2 separate regions of the Bos taurus genome follow, and region 1 is linked to region 2. A link is a contact called in public Hi-C data. All regions are on one chromosome and are shown on one strand. Each heading gives the region's core, a stretch centred on a gene start, on an enhancer-like site or on the middle of the called end of the contact. The rest is flanking DNA. Distances are from core to core; before and after follow the strand shown.

Region 1 (5,024 bases), core at 1,205-3,704, 35 kb after region 2:
CCATTTTATAAAGCTGTCTTTTTTTAATTGGCCAGAAAGACTCAATTTTATCCATGGCAAGAAGTGAGCAGAATTGGTGACTGAATATTGACAAATGACCAACAACAAAGACAACAACAACAACACAAATCCCATAATTTAAAAATTCTTAAATAAATATAAAAGTTACTCCTAAAGAAGCCATCTGCGTTTCAACAATATAGGTTGTAACCAGCAGAAGTACCATCGGAAGAAAAGAAAAAACTGATACAGAAAGGCCATAAACAATTTCGGCAACAAGCATGATACATCGCAAACATTCTAAAATTAAAAGTAGATCACTAGGAATAAAAAGCTAGTTCTCCTGGCAGAGAGAGGATGGCAAAGTGGGGGCAGAGGGGGACATGCATAGACAGTCCTGTGTATTTGGGTAAAACAGCCTTGTAAAGTGAAGTTAAAGCAGTTGATTCGAGAAAGCAACCAGATAAGAGGCCGTGATGTAACGGGGCCAACTCCTGGTTCAAGAGCCATGGGCGTCACACGAGTGCATCCCAGGCTGGGCCGAGGAGAGTCAGGCTCACTGTGGTGATCGTGACGGTGCCATTTTCAGCACTTAGCAACAGAGGGAATGAAAGCTCTAGGGAAGGGAAGCCAGAAAAGACAACTGAGCAACATGATGGATGCCTTCCAGGGGAAGAGTTCCTTCTTGGTGAGCCCTAAACATTGCAATAGGGTTTAGTTCCATGAAGAGGTTGGTCGCTTTTCATAAAATTCTGTTCTTGTGTAAAATTTCAGGTCTTCATAAAAATTATGCCAAAAACGGAAAGATCTGGGGTTTTGTTTAAAAAAAAATAAAAACAATTAAAAGCGCAGACTTGGCATAAATAGAATACTTGGTAGCCTTCCCCTTCAGAGAGCGAGCGAAAGAGAACCATCATGTAAACCCAGAGCTCCATGGCTGCCTCCCGCCAACTGCTTAATGCAAGCTTGATGAGCACACGTGGCTCTGGCTTTGGAAGTCACAGTGCTGGCGGGTGTTCATGCCAGGGGGTCAGTGCTCATGAAATTTGGGTGTGATATCTCCTGGCCCTTTTTAAAGCGCTGTGTGTGTGTGTGTGTGTGTGTGTGTGTGTGTGTGTGTGTTTGCATCTGGGGACATCAACTGCGGATTGATTTGATCCAATTTTCTCTTTGCACCAAACACATATAAAACATTACAACTCTATAAAAGTACAAGTGCAACTTGTACATCTGAAGTTTGCAGGAACTATGTGAGCAAATCCTATCAAAATAGCTATCTCATATGTATAAACAGCATTTGTTTTTAGAAAAACAATATCATAAACTGCAGAATCTGTACAAAAATATAAAATAAATTTGGGCAGCAGTTTCTAAACAGCCATGTAAATGCAACACTTACGAGGAGTAGTTAATGCCTCTAAAAAGGCTGAATTGCCAAGTCAACCTATACAGGGCGAAAATGCCGGAAAAGGTACTGAGATTATCTAAATAATATATATATATATTCTTTTTTTTTTTTAACTCTTGCAATAAAACTTATAGAAAAAATAGACAAATATGCACATGCAATTTACAGCTTTCCCAACTTATTCCTTGTGCTTCACTTGAACTGTTTTTGTCATTCAACACAGCCACATCGTCTTCAAATGTATTCTTTCTTATTCCCGGGTAGTAGGTCTCTGAGGAACCACTCAAAAAAAGCATATTAAAAGTGGTCATACTTGGATGAAGGCACTCCAACTCTGCTCAAAGCAAAAACTAGTGTGGTCCTTTTGTAGAATGTTCTTCTCAGAAAAAGGCAAGCAAGGGTGCATGCACAGTGCGGAGAGCTGTCGGGGTGCGGGGGGTGGGGTGGGGAGCAGGTGCGGGGGCCCCGGGGCTCAGGATCCGACCAGCACCTCCATGATGTGGTCCAGCTCGGTGAGGTCCATCTTGAAAGGCTGGCTCGGGGCGACGGGCTGGCTGCTGTAGGGGGCCAGCGTCTTGAGGAGGTCATCGGCCGATACGGGGGACATCTTGGAGGCGGTCCCCGACGCGGACGTGCAGGGGTCGAAGTCGTACATGGACGTGTCAATGTCGGCGAACAGGATGTCGTCCAGGGTCAAGTCTGTGAGGAAGCCCGTGGACGCGGTGATCTCAAAGTTGCCAGGCAGGGAGTCCATCAGTTTCGGGTCCTCGGGCCGGCCGCCCTCCTGCAGCCCCTCGGGTCTCTGAGGCGCGCCGGGCCCCCCGGAGGAGGAGTCCCCTTTCGGGCCGTCGGCCTCCGCGGCCTCCGTGGAGGTAGATGTGGGACAGAGCTCCTCGATCTCGTCCAGGGCGGAGGAGAAGCTGTCCTTTTCCGGCGGGAGGAGGGCGGGAGGCGCGAGTCTGGCGGGGGCGGCCGGCGACGAAGTGCAAAAGGTGTCCGGGTCGTCGTCCTCGAGCAGCGAGGCGGGGGTGAGGCAGGCCTCCAGGGCCGCGGCGCCGCCCAGCTCGCAGGGCGCGGGAGCGGGCTGGCTGAAGGCGGGCGGCGCCTCCCGGGAGCTGGAGCCCAGCGGGTCGGCGGCGGCGGCGGGCGGCGCGGAGGCGGGGAACGCGGGCCGCAGGCTGCCCTCCTGCTTCAGCTCCTCCTGGATGCGCCGCAACATGTTGTTGATGAGCACGGTCTTTTGCAGGCTGGGCTCGGTGAGGGGCCTGTGGTTGTAGAGCTTCATAAGGGAAATGTTGAAGATAGTCTGGCGCTGTAAGGTGTAAGACACCTTGGACGGACCGTCTGACGGGGACACGATTTTGCCTTCCAGCCCATCTTCATGCTCGTCAAACTTCCGTTTTCCTCCTTTCCCCAACATATATCTAACAAGGAGAAAGGAAGGAGATGGAATCAATCCTACAGAAACGAATTCCACCCCGCCCCCCTCCCGTTTTCAAAAAAGATGCCGATTTCAGAGGTCAGGACTCAGGACCTGAGTTCCCTGACCAGGGCTGGTTACAACAGAGGAATTCATTGGGAAATCTACCTCTGTGTGGCGGTGGAGCAATTTTTATCACTGGGTAGTCTGTTGAATGTATTTCTTGAGAAATGTGTACGACACAGACAAGTTAAACATTACCATGGAAACCGTGATTTTGACTTTCTCGCTTGTGTGCCTGTGCCTACCCACCCTGTTACCAAGCAGGTTCAACTTCCCTCCCTCCAACAGATCTATTTTTAAAACCCAAGAAAACACTGACAATGCTATGACCTAAACAGGTAAAGGTGTCACAGGTTACAGCTTGAACACACCTGGAATGATGAAAAGAACGCAGTTGGAAAAAGGGGAACATGTACAGTTTTGGTAGAACTGCATATGCTTTCAAAACACTGCTTTCTTCCCCATCACGCACAGAGCCTGACTGTTTGGTGACATGTGGTGAAGGGCTTAGGCTGTATTAAATGACCACAGTGATGGAGCTGCTATCGCTTTTCTGTCAAGAATCAAGTGCAGGATTTCCCAACCCAAGTTTTTCCGTGGCTAAGTTTCATCATAGGCTGTCATACCTGAGTGCAACTGGACTAATTTAAAAGCAATTTCCTGTGATTATAAGTATTGCTGTTTGAGTACTGGGTACATTTCTTAAAATACCTACTGTGATTCCTGCAGCGATTTCAAAGAGACAACCACCTCCTATCTCACACCCTGAGCACTGGGGAATGGGTTTTAACTCCTGCCCACCTTGCCTGATATGGCAGCCTCCTCCTGTGCTCTGTCCTGATTGAAGACACCACCAAATGCCTGCGCCTTCTGGAGAGCAGCTGGCCCTTCCTCTCAGAACTTCAGCATCTAAACCAAGCAATCACAAGTCCACCGGTCTGTGTCTCACAGACCCCACTTTATAACGATTTAACCAAGAAAGCTGTCCTTGTGTCATCGTTCAGACCCGCAGACGGGCTTCTCATCAAGCTAGGCCCGTGGCTTCTCATCAAGCTAGGCCCGTGGCTTGTTCCTTCCCCCTCTACAATGCTTACCCAGAGGGGCGTGTTAATGCTCTCCTCAAGGCCACTCACTCTTTTTGATGATGTCACACACAAGAAAGTGCTTTGCAGTTACCCAGCATTTTTTTCTAAAGGTGACTTGCCTTTTACTGAATGACCTCCTTTAATCCTTTAACTCATCCCGCATTTACACTGCCTTGGGCACTCTGCCAGAAAGTGGGTCGTCCGGCACAGGAATAAAGCCTGGTCTTCAAGGAGCTTAACAACTTCTCCTACACCTTATTATCATTTTAAAGTGGGAGTCTCATCCTAAAGGGATAAGGCTAACCATAATAAAACTTCCTTCTTCGGCTTTGTGGAAGAAGGCCAGACGTGCAGGTGGACACAGAGCCTGGCGCGCAAGTCCCATTCCGGGTGGCTGCCTTCATGTGGCTCAGTCTCCAGCAGAGAACGAAGACAACTGCAATCCATCAAGTCAGAATCAGCCTGAGACTTTGTTAACGCTTGTAAAGAATGTGGAGTTACTTATAGGAAACACTTCCCCCCACTTCGTAAACATTAAGAAAATGGCTGTCAATCACTAGGACCAAAGACCAGTCCCATAATTAACTGTTCTCTGAGGCAAAGAAGGTGTGTATGATAGTAACAAAGGGTTTATCTAGTGCCTCACATGACAGCAGCATTTCCTACTGCTCTGCTCAGTGCTGTCTCATTTGTATGTACACACGGCATAGGACATTTCCTATCTAAAGTATCTGTGCCCGTTTAAACCTGAGTGTGAATCAGAGAGGAGGCGACTTCATTTCACAGTACAAAACACTTGCTACTTTATCTATCAGAAGTACACTCGGACAGCTGTATTTTGAAACAGATAACTGTATTCAAGTATATACCATTTGTATTTGCTTACAATTTAATGCCACATCCAGAAAAACTCCACTTTCACCAAAGGAAAAAAAAAGTGAAAGTGAAGCTTGCTCAGTCGTGTCCAACTCTTTGTGACCCCATGGATTATACAGTCCATGGAATTCTCCAGGCCAGAATACTAAAGTGGGTAGCGTTTCCCTTCTCC
Region 2 (5,092 bases), core at 1,200-3,699:
CTGGAAAAGGAAATTGGCATTCACAACGTTACTCATCTATAACCAGGGGCCCTACCTGAATCCAGTTTCCTAATTCTCGGTCTTTTACACTCTCTTGCATCTCCCCTCTGAACAGGCAGCCAGTTTAGCCTTTGTCTGAACAACTGCAAGACCTCATGTGAGCTCAGACTCTCACAGGTTGTTTGACCCCCCCCACACACACACCTGCTTTGCAGGCCAGAACTGACGGTTAGGTAGAAGGGCGCCAAGATAAGGTTGATTCAAGGGAGAAACCTAATCCCTTTACCATAAATACTGAAGACCAGTATCATGCTCCCTGTCCCCGCCTTCTACCAGGTCACCCATGACAACATGGCTGCCAGGTCTTTCCTATACCTGTCATCCTTCCCTGCATATTATTCCAGTTTACCATAATTCCTCTTACAATGTGCTCTCGAGGGCTCCCCTGGTGGCTCAGTGGTAAAGAATCTGGCTCCAAAGCAGGAGACACAGGTTCGATCCCCAGGTCGGGAAGATTCCACATACCTTGGAGCAACTAAGCCCAGGGGCCACAACTACTGAATCCCATGTGCCTAGAGCCCGGGCACATCAACAAAAGAAGCCACGCAGTGAGAAGTCCGCTTACCGCAACTGGAGAGCAGACCCGCGCGCCACAGCTAGAGAAGAAGCCTGTACAGCAGCGAAGACCCAGCGCAGCCCAAAATAAATAATAAATAAATAAATAAAATTAATGTTTTTAAATGTGCTCCTGAAACTGGACCAGATGTTGCTTCATCACTGGCAGAGGGCTCATATTTATTTCATTTCAGACACTTCTTTCAAATGTAGCCTACAATTGCATTATTGTAATGTTACCATACTGTCTATGGCAACAACATTGTCTCTTTAGATTGTGTAAACAGTCTTTTCCCCGTAATTGCCATCAAGCCAGATTTTCTCTATCATCTACTTGTGTCCTTGAGTTTCTAAGAACCAAAAACAGTTCTTCATTTGTCCTTTTACAACATTACCCTGTTAGCTTTGGATGACTATTTCAGCCTGTCCATCTCATCAAATCTTAATTGTACCATCTAGCATGTAGTCTCCCCCTCCTTCCTCAGCTTTGTCATCCACAGATTGACAAATAACCTGTGTGATCCAATCACCGACCCAGATATTGAGCTGTACAAATCCCCACAACTCCCCTTGCAGAGCGCCAGGAAGACTTGGACACATCTTCCCAGCACAGGGACACTCACATTTCTCCATCTTGCCCACGGATCCTAAGAGCAGGCAAAGCTTTGCCAAATCCTTCTCACTCTGCTTCTGGGCAGTTCATGGACATCCTGAGCATTTCCTTCACTCAGCTTAATGTCTGTGCCCTGGTGCTCCCAAAGTGTAAGGATGGTAAAACAAGTAAGAGATAAAAGCATCTATTCAGGATGGGAGATTAAATGAGGATAATCCATAGAGTCACTGGCACATAAGAAGCACTCAGTAAATAATTTTGTATTATCATCCTTCGTCCAGGTCAGCACTCCATCACTGATGATACAGAGAAAAGGCTGAGGCTGGGAGCAATGGTTGTCCTCCCGACAGTAAGTCAGAAAGGCCGCCTGACATCCACAGTCCCTGGATGCCCTCCGTGTCTCATGTCTCCGTTGTCCATCATGTTACCTTATCTTTTCAACAGGACAATCTCTGAAGCTAGAATTCATATCATTTCATATATTTTATTTTAGATTTACCACTTTCAAGAACTGTTCCCTTCCTTCAGCTTTCCAAAACTAGGATTTAAGGACTAGACAATGGTCCCCTTACCCACCCTGACCAAGAGTGTGAGTGGCGACGTCGGCTCCTTTGGCTTCCACCTTTCGACCCACCTTTGGACCACGCTCACGCTCCTGTCCCCATGTGGTGACCTCTCTCCTGGGGGTCAGTGACTAGAGCCACAGAAAATCACAAGGTCAGTGGGTGCTGCGTCTGCCTCGGGAAAGGGGCTCCCTGGTTGCCGACGTAATGTTTCCCAATGGGTCCTCAGCCCAAACAGGTAACACACAGTCTTGATCGAGCTCCTCATCCTTGCCCCTTCCCCAGCCCTATCCCAGGCTTCTGAAACCCGCCACCACCACCCAGGATCCCACAGACTTCTGTATCGAAGTATGTGCACCACAAAGCTGCACTGCCCCTGCCTGCACACCCTCACCCCTGGCCTTGGTGGCCTGTCCCCATTAACCATCCAAACCCCACCTTTGCTCAGGGCCTGCTCTCCTGCCTCATGCCTAATCCTCTCAGACCTGGAGTTCCTACCAGTGATGCCTCCTACACCCCCATCTCCTCCATCTTCAGGCCCCCAGAGTCTCTTGAGTGACCACTGTGATAGCCCATGCTGACTCACCCCACCTCGCCTCCCTTCGCATCTAACCTTTGGCAGAGCGCAGAGTGCTCTTCTATCAGAAAGCCTTCCCGGTGCTCCTTTGCCCTCATGACAAAGTCTGAACTCCTCGCTCGGTGTATCACAAAACATCTGGGGCTGCACCCATGTGCGGCAGGCTCTGCCAGGATGGCCAGCTGCTCTCCAGGACCCAAATGCCCCCTCCCAGGGTCGCTCTTCTTTACCACGGGGCCAGCGTCACCCCCGGAAGCCTTTCTGGTTGCCCCTCCCCTGCCCCGTTCATCCCCAACACCAGTTGCTTGGTCTCCTGCCACCCTGGGCGCTTGGCAGGGTTCTCTGATAATAAGAGGTTTACATTATTGTCATCCAACCAGCCTGCATTACTAGCAGTGCCACTGGGTGCCAGGCACGCGCTTTGCACACACACGCCCTCAGAATCCTCCCTGGAACTCTAAGAGGTCCCTGAACACTACTCACCCCAGTTTGCTGGGGATAAAACCATGACTTGGAACACTGTGTAATTTCCCCAAGGTCACTCAGCCAGGAAGCAGAAGAGTCTAGAAGCCAGGTCTATCTGATCCCAAAAGCTTCATGGTGTGATGAGGGCTGTCAAGTCACCTGTGGCCTTGCTCCTCGCTCCCTCAGGCTGTGAGCTCCTCAAGGGTGGGACCCTGTCTGGCTCCGATCGGGCCCACGGTCCCTGGCAGACATTCACTTTGTTTGCATCTTGAACCAGTTAGTACTGAGCCCCTCGGCGAAATGGAGGGATCCTTCCAGCATCTGTCCTGTGCCTTGGCCTGCAAATATGAGAGCTTTGCCTCATATTCTGTCTGATTTTTCTCCAGATACCCTGTTCCATTGATCACTGACTCGATTCTCCAAGCTCTGAAACTAACACCAACACCAACCCCGTGGGATTTTGGTTTTGCTGAAAGCTATTTGTTTGGGTATGATTTGGCCTTGATTCCTGCCTTGAACAAGCAGCAAGTAAGGGCTGGACATGGGGAGATCTCAGGTGCTCCTGGGGCATGGCTCCATAGCCCACCCCTTTCCTGTTTGGAAAGCTCATGGCTCTGTAAGGAGATTCCCAAACCCAGAATCCTGACCTCTCCCCAGAGGGGCCCTCGGTGGGTGGTGATGGGCAGTAAGTTCCTGAGTAAGGCCTGGGTGTGCTCGGACTTGGGGGTCCTCAGACAGAGCTTGATATCCCTGAATGACAGGGTCACACTGACAGTCACTGAATTCAGGGACACAACAGGGAAAACTGAAGGCATGCCCATGTTGAAACTTGCCCAGCCAACTGTCTGCTTCCAATATCCACCGCTCCTTTTCTCTTCTGTTCTCCAAAGCAGGACTTCTGAGTTAGGGCTGGAGGTGGTGTGGTCACAGCAGAGGGAGTTGCTCCTGACTTTTCTGTTCTGAGGCAGGCTCCCCTGTACGGCCCCAGCACCCCAAATCCACAGGATGACTGCCAGAGACGACTATGCCAGGGGCCCTCCTCCCATTAATAAATCCAAGCTTCAGCTGAATGGAGACATTTGACTGAAACCAGTATTTTCACTCTGAAGGAGTAGCGAAGTGTGACTCAAGGCCCGTCCGAATCCAGGCTTAATGCCTTGGTCATGGGAAGACCGGTTTGAGTGGGTGAGAATTTGTTTCACTTTATTTTTGCTGAGTTGCCTTGGGAGACTGAACTTTGATCTGGGTGGGAATCACTAATTCATTGGCTCACAGGAAGACATAGACCAGTGTTCCACCTCCTGTCAGAAGAAACCAGTGCCCCTTGGCTCAAGGAAGAAGCCTGAACGCAGTCCCCAGCACCCCGGTCCCCTCCCACCCACTCGCCCGCCTGCTTAGTCACCTTTCTTGGCCGCCTGGATCCCATCAGTGCCACACCAGCCACAACCAGAGAGCTGGGCGGCTTGGTTTCCCTTCAGTTACTATCTTGTAACTCCCTCTTAATTTACAATCTGTTTGCTCTCTCAGATGTTTGGAAAGAAAACTCCTTAGTCAGCAGCCCTGGAAAGCTTCATTTTCAGTGAAAACTGGATCCTTCTTTCCCAGGTTTTTTTGGGGCTTGTGGCTGGAACCTAACATCTGTGAGGCAGGCAGGGCCTCATTGGCCCTATGTCACCAGATACCTACTGAAGGGATGCATTTGGGGTAGAATACGTGGGCACAGCCCACCAGTAACAGCTGGTCTTTATCTAATATCACCCTCTGCCGACCGGAAGATGGGTGAGCAATCGGCCCTGAGAGAGGAACAAAGATGAGAAACATCCAGCCTAGCTCAGAGTGGGGACCCACCAGGAAGCCATTTCCCTAAGGGCTGACAAGAAAGCCACACAGCCTGAACATCTTCCTGACTGCAGGGGAGTGTTCGCCACCAGGTTACTTAGCTCCGCGGGCTGGCCTCTCGGACAGGGTCCTCCCAGGCACTTCCATCAAAGGTGACGCATCAGCCTGCTCGACTTTGAACCGCCCTGTGGTGTGCTTCTGAAGATTGTGAAAGAAGGGGCAGGAGCTATTACTAAGGATAATCATTTCAACACAGAACTTGGTAGGGAACGAAGCACACCACTGGCTCTTGGGCCCTGGCTGTTCCAGGATTTCTCAGCTGTCCTCAAGCGTTCACGGCTAAGGAACCCTGAAATGCGGGCTGAACGTTGCTCCTGGGAAAGAAGCAGGAATGAGGCAACTGGAGTTTGAACCCTGGTA

The links. A called contact is a pair of places that touch in the nucleus more often than the background predicts.
Region 1: a Hi-C map of liver shows a contact between it and region 2, with 1.7 times the contacts expected there. The contact joins two enhancer-like sites. A contact is called at or near these places in 2 of 11 Hi-C or Micro-C datasets (liver and skin fibroblasts).

What each region holds. Positions count from the first base shown.
Region 1 is chr11:63,037,302-63,042,325 of ARS-UCD2.0, forward strand. It overlaps SERTAD2 (SERTA domain containing 2), which reads right to left. Exons shown (of 3, transcript XM_010810111.4): 3 at 1-2,832. The coding sequence ends at 1,881. Among named protein-coding and RNA genes, the nearest start is that of TRNAS-GGA, 75 kb to the left of the region's middle. Within about 2 kb of position 2,455, at least 18 of the 102 cell types and tissues checked have an H3K27ac peak or open chromatin away from gene starts, as enhancers often do. A contact at or near this core is called in liver, where this site is marked.
Region 2 is chr11:63,002,507-63,007,598 of ARS-UCD2.0, forward strand. No RefSeq gene overlaps it. Among named protein-coding and RNA genes, the nearest start is that of TRNAS-GGA, 40 kb to the left of the region's middle. Within about 2 kb of position 2,450, at least 15 of the 102 cell types and tissues checked have an H3K27ac peak or open chromatin away from gene starts, as enhancers often do. A contact at or near this core is called in liver, where this site is marked.